Regions from separate parts of the Pan troglodytes genome. Here region 1 is linked to region 2. Evidence: chromatin contacts called from public HiChIP or PLAC-seq data. All regions are on one chromosome and are shown on one strand. Each heading gives the region's core, a stretch centred on a gene start, on an enhancer-like site or on the middle of the called end of the contact. The rest is flanking DNA. Distances are from core to core; before and after follow the strand shown. Region 1 holds the start of PCED1A (PC-esterase domain containing 1A). Region 2 holds the start of IDH3B (isocitrate dehydrogenase (NAD(+)) 3 non-catalytic subunit beta).

Region 1 (2,700 bases), core at 182-2,681, 140 kb before region 2:
ATCTATATCTATCTATAGATAGATAGATAGATATATCTATATATAGACGGAGTCTCACTCTGTTGCCTGGACTAGAATGCAATGACGCTATCTCGGCTCACTGCAACCTCCGCCTCCCAGGTTCAAGCGATTCTCCTGCCTCAGCCTCCCAAGTAGCTGGGATTACAAGCACCTGCCATTATGCCCGGCTAATTTTTGTAGAGACAGGGTTTGACCATGTTGGTTAGGCTGGTCTCAAACTCCTGGCCTCAGGTGATTCGCCCACCTTGGCCTCCCAAAGTGCTGGGATTACAGGCATGAGCCACTGCGCCTGGCCTAAAATAATATTTTTAATTTTTCAGAGGGAGTATGCTATGTTGCCCAGGCTGGAGTGCAGTGGTTATTCACAGGTTCTATCATCGGTCCCTATACCCTCAAACTTCTGGGCTCCAGTGATCCTCCTAACTCAGCCTCTCCAGTACCTGGGACTATAGGAACATGCCACAAAGCTCGGCCCAGTAAAATATTTTTTAAAAACTTTAACGGGCAATTATTACATAGCAAGCACTGTTCTAAATATGCACTGGTGATAAAGAGAAGCAAGAAACATGCTTTTGGCCGGGCTCAGTGGTTCACGCCTGTAATCCCAGTACTTTGGGAGGCCAAGGTGGATAGATTGCTTAAGGTCAGAAGTTCAAGACCAGCCTGGCCACCATGGTGAAACCCCACCTCTAGCAAAAAATACAAAAATTAGCCGGGCGTGGTGACAGGGGCCTGCAGTCTCAGCCACTCGGGAGGTTGAGGCAGGAGAATCCCTTGAACCCGGGAGGCGGAGGTTGCAGTGAGCCGAGTGCCCCTGCACTCCAGCCTGGGCAACAGAGGAAGACTCTGTCAAAAAAAAAAAAAAAAAATGCTTTCAGCCCTGAAGGAGCCTGGTTTAGCAGAAGAAACCTATACAAATGTCGCCTAAATATACAAATAGGCCATACCTAACAGACCCTAGCACTGGGCCCAGTGAGGCCCACAGGATTCTACTGGGGGAGAATCAGGCACAGTTCCAGAAAGAACCCTTGAACTACTAAGTCCTGAAGGATGCGCAAAATTCTTCAGTGAGATAAAGAGAGAAATGGCAGTATCCACAGAAACTGCAGACTGGTTAGGGCCTTGTAATTCTGCGCAGCTGGAACGCAAGATTTGGGTAGGAGAGCGGTAGATGAGGTTGGAGAGACAAACGGGCTGCCTTACAGATAGACGTTCCACGAGAAGTTCGTAGTTTTTCCTATTAGGGAAGCTATGGGAAAATCCTAATCTGGGTAACGATGTAACGGGTTTACACTTTAGAAAAATCCGTGGTTTAGGACTCTACAACTCCCATGGGCGGGCTGCCCTAACCCAGGGGTTCCCACTTCCGCTGTTCCGGGATTCACGGACGACTCGCCCCCTTTTCCCAGCCTTGGTCAGCACTGTTACCCCGCCCGCCGTGCGATCCCGCCCCCCTCGGAGCGCCCCTGTGGTCTGACTTCAGCAGCACTTTCCGGCAGGAGACTGGGCACTCGCTGTCACCCGCGAGCTGCCTCCCTCAGCGAGATCTGAGCATCTTTCCGGAGGCTAACAGACCTGGGCTTCGGGGTGACCACTGTGCTTGCCTCAGTTTCCTTTTCTGGAGCAGGGGAAGGCCCGGCTCCCTGCCCAAAGGCGGCAGTGCGCTAAGTGGCAGACGCTCGGGGAAAGCCGGCGCGGGGCGGACCCCAGCGCCAGTAGTGACGGGGGCGAACGCCGCCGGGAGACTCCAGCCGGCGGGCGAGCAGGGTAAGCCAGGCCGTGGGCGGGAGAGCGGGGCAGCTCACCGGTAAAAGGCAGAGTCCCCGAGTGGGTTCCAGTTCGCCGTGTAGCAATCCATGGCTGGTGCAGACGGGAGCTGGGAAGCACCGAGGGGACACCCACCTAGAGCGGGCTCCAGGCCGGCACTTCCGCTTCCGCCCGTCCGGGTCACGTGGCGAGGCCGCCGCCGCGGCCATCACCACTGTGGGCAGCCTCACTTGGCTGCCGCCCCGAGGCCCCAGCCCGTACCTGGGCTTCGCGCCCGCCAAGTGGGCCCAGCCCTGGCTCCTGCGCCCTGTGGCGGCCACCTCGATCGCCTTGCTTTCCCTTCGGGCACTGGGGGTCGCTCAGGGCGGGACATGGGTGAACGGAAGTGGAAGCTGTGAGCGTCGCAGCCCGAGGCGCCGAGGCCTGAGGCGCCGTCGGGGCCACCGCGACGCTCGCATGGAGAGCGCTGGGCGCTGGGCTGTGCACCGACGGCTAACCTGGACCCACGGTCTCTGCGGGGCGGGAGCTTTGCAGAACCGACTGGCCGACTGGGGCGCGGGAACATGAGGCTTGGCTAGGAGCCCGCTGCGGGCCAGGCGCGCGGTGCGCAGGCATACCCGGGTCGCGGGTGAATACCGCGGAGCCCCGGGACTTGGTAATTGGCGCGAGCGGGTGCGCGCATGCGCGGGACGGCGGCGGGCACGTGGCGAGGCGCAGGGCGGCGCCGCGCGGGAAGCTCCCCAGTGCCCTGGAGGCCTGCTGGCTGGACGACCCCCTGCCTCTGGTACCAAGTGTGACCAAGGCTGGCGCCGCCATGGCTCTGCTGCCGTCACCTCCTCCCTTTAGCATTGAGCAGCCCCGGAGGGGCTAGCCCTGAGGCTGACCTGCCCAGAGTCCCCACCATCGCGCTGC
Region 2 (2,700 bases), core at 190-2,689:
CCCCAAACACCCCCATCCTCCTGCCACAGTTTTAAAAAGTGTTGCTTGGATTGGGCCATCGCCTGCTTAGAAACTTAAATGTCTTTTGTGGCTTCTCAAATAGACATTTAGGCCCTTAGTTTGGGAACATTCTAGGCCCTTTGATGCCCTATCCAATTTCTCTTGCCGGCCAGCCTTACCTCCACTCCCTTGCTGTGTGAGTTTCTTGCTTATCCAGCATGGGAGATCACACCGTTTCCCAAACCCAGCTCCCTGTCTCCCAGCTCCAGCCTTCATGCTGGCTGGCCCTTCCTGCCAGAATGCCCTCACTTTGCAGCATTCCTTTTTGTGATGGTTGAAGTGATTTGGTTGGAGTGCTTTTCATTCTGGAAGGTTGTCCCCAAGATAGATTGGGGGATAGATGCTCAGAATTAACCTGCGCAGAAGGTGGAATCAGTCAGCCCAGGAAAGTGGCACTGAGTTAAGGCTCAGTCATAGCTGGGGCAGACTCCCAACTTGCGTGGGTTTCTGTTCTATCCTAACCACATGGAACAGAAAACCAGCCAGGATGGTGTTTGAGGCTTCCCAGAGCCTGCAGCCCCAGAGAAGTGCTCCTGGGTTAGAGCTGCTGAACCAAGGGGTGATGAAGGGAGGAAGGTCAATGAGCAGTTCTGGGGCAGCACTTGGGGGTCGGAGGTGAGTGTCTCTGCTTTAGATCCAGGTGAAAGTCTGTTGTTTCTTGGAACCCTCTGTGTGCTTTTATTTTGCATTAGTTATCTTATTTTTTAACCTTTTATTTATTTTTTTTTTAGAGTCAGGGTCTCACTCTGTCACCCAGGCTGGAGTGCAGTCGCGCGATAATAGCTCACTGCATCCTCAAACTCCTGGGCTCAAGTCCTCCCTCCTTAGCCTCTCAAGTAGCTGGGATTGCAGGTGTGCACCACCATGCCTGGCTAATATAATGTTTTTTTTGAGACAGAGGTCTTGCTATGTTGCCCAGGCTGGTCTCGAACTCTTGGCCTCAAGTGATCCTCATGCCTTGGCCTCCCAAAGTGCTGGGATTATAGGTGTGAGCCACTGTGCCGGCCATGCATTATTTATCTTAGTTCCTTTGTATATTTTCCCGTTCCAACTGCTGCATCTTCTCCATGAGAAAGGAATTTGGTGGGTGGGGTGGGGCGAAGTGCTGCAACTGTGGCCACAGAGAGCTACAGGGGTGGTGATGACAGAGGAAGCTTGGTGCACGCCTGCAGAGAATGCCACTCTTTTCTGGCAGGGGCTCACCACAAACCCTTAGGCCAGAGCCTTGGGTCTCATTCTACCCTTTCATTGTGCTCATGTCCACGAGAAGGGCTTTTTTGTGAGTGGCCAGTGCTAGAGAGTGAGCAGATAATGAAACCCAGGTGGCGCCCTTATGAGCTCACAGTCAGGTGGCAGGAGACTCATGAATGCTCAGTGTCACTCTGGAGTGACCTGGGCTGTTACAGAAGCGGAGCAAGTCCTGGGACAAGCACAGAAAAAGGGCCTGAGCCTGAAGGTGAGGAGGGGCCCGGGAGCAGCTTGTGTAAGGACTAGCAGAGCGGAATGAATGGGTTTGCTGCACTTCCTTCAAGGTGGAGGTTTTAGCACCCAGCACCGGGAGGGTCATGCTGGTGCCTAACATGCCATGCTAAGGAGTTTGGACATTTTTTCTGTAGGTCTAGTCATAAAACAATGGGTTTTTTTACATCAGCAGAACTCCCCCACGCCTCCGCCGCCTTAAGCGGGTGCAAACCATATAAAACAGATAGGAAGTGGTGAGTTAGGCTGAGGCGCGCTTGGCCACGCTGTGTGTTGGGCCATAGCGCCCCCTGGAGGCCCCAGAGTGTGATGCCGGCACTTGGATCCACTTCCTGTCAAGTCCCCGATGGTAATTAAAATTAAAGGAGGAATACAAAAACTAAAGCGCGCATTAATTATGGCAATTCTCATAGTTCCATGAAGAAATCCAGAATGACAAGGGCCGTCCGAGAAGGTGGTCTGGTAGGTATGCGCCAGCTCTGGGCCTTCCTCGCTGTTGATTCCTGAGGCCTCTTTGATTGCTTCAAGAAAACCCCACACCACAAGCATCAGTATTGCCTTAGGATCCATCCCATCCCACATCTAGGCTGAGTTATTCAATCTTGAATAATAAAACAATAGGAGCCATCGTGGTGGACCCTTTGGCAGGAGAGTCGCGCTCCTATCCCCAGGCTCTGGGATCATTGGTCCTGGTTGTTCACACACCTGCCAATCACAAACCACTTCAAAGACACCCGGTCTCAATGCCCATTGAGGAAGAGGAAGGGAACCGTTTTCCCAGTGCAGCAAGCTATGCCCACTCCCTGCTATTTTGCAGAGCACGCCTGTTCCCTGCAGTCTCGAACCTTAAACTGCAGCAGCACCCAACACTATCCCTGATGGCTGCCCCTTAGCTACTCATAGGCAATGGCAACAATTTTGAAATATTATATATACACATATATATATATTTACCGGTGGGGCAAGATCAAATTCATTTTCAAATTGCTGGGGAGGGCCAGGCGCGGTGGCTCACCCCTGTAACCCCAGCACTTTGGGAGGCCAAGGCGGGTGGATCATTTGAGGCCAGGAGATCGAGACCAGCCCAGCCAACATGGCAAAAACCCGCTTCTACTGAAAAAAATCAAACAAAATGAAACAAAAACAATACAAAGAAAACAA

What was found. HiChIP or PLAC-seq counts read pairs in DNA pulled down with a chosen protein or histone mark.
Region 1: an H3K4me3 HiChIP or PLAC-seq map of stem cell-derived excitatory neurons shows a contact between it and region 2, with 5 times the contacts expected there. The contact joins the promoter of PCED1A here to the promoter of IDH3B in region 2. A contact is called at or near these places in 2 of 7 Hi-C or Micro-C datasets (blood and stem cell-derived neural progenitor cells), 1 of 1 datasets of contacts at active chromatin or transcription factors (stem cell-derived excitatory neurons) and 1 of 1 other capture datasets (stem cell-derived neural stem cells).

What each region holds. Positions count from the first base shown.
Region 1 is chr21:9,454,858-9,457,557 of NHGRI_mPanTro3-v2.0_pri, reverse strand. It overlaps PCED1A (PC-esterase domain containing 1A), which reads left to right and starts at 1,431. Exons shown (of 8, transcript XM_009436715.4): 1 at 1,431-1,788. It overlaps VPS16 (VPS16 core subunit of CORVET and HOPS complexes), which reads right to left and starts at 1,976. Exons shown (of 24, transcript XM_009436712.4): 1 at 1,827-1,976. The coding sequence starts at 1,879.
Region 2 is chr21:9,319,849-9,322,548 of NHGRI_mPanTro3-v2.0_pri, reverse strand. It overlaps IDH3B (isocitrate dehydrogenase (NAD(+)) 3 non-catalytic subunit beta), which reads left to right and starts at 1,439. Exons shown (of 13, transcript XM_063803246.1): 1 at 1,439-1,516.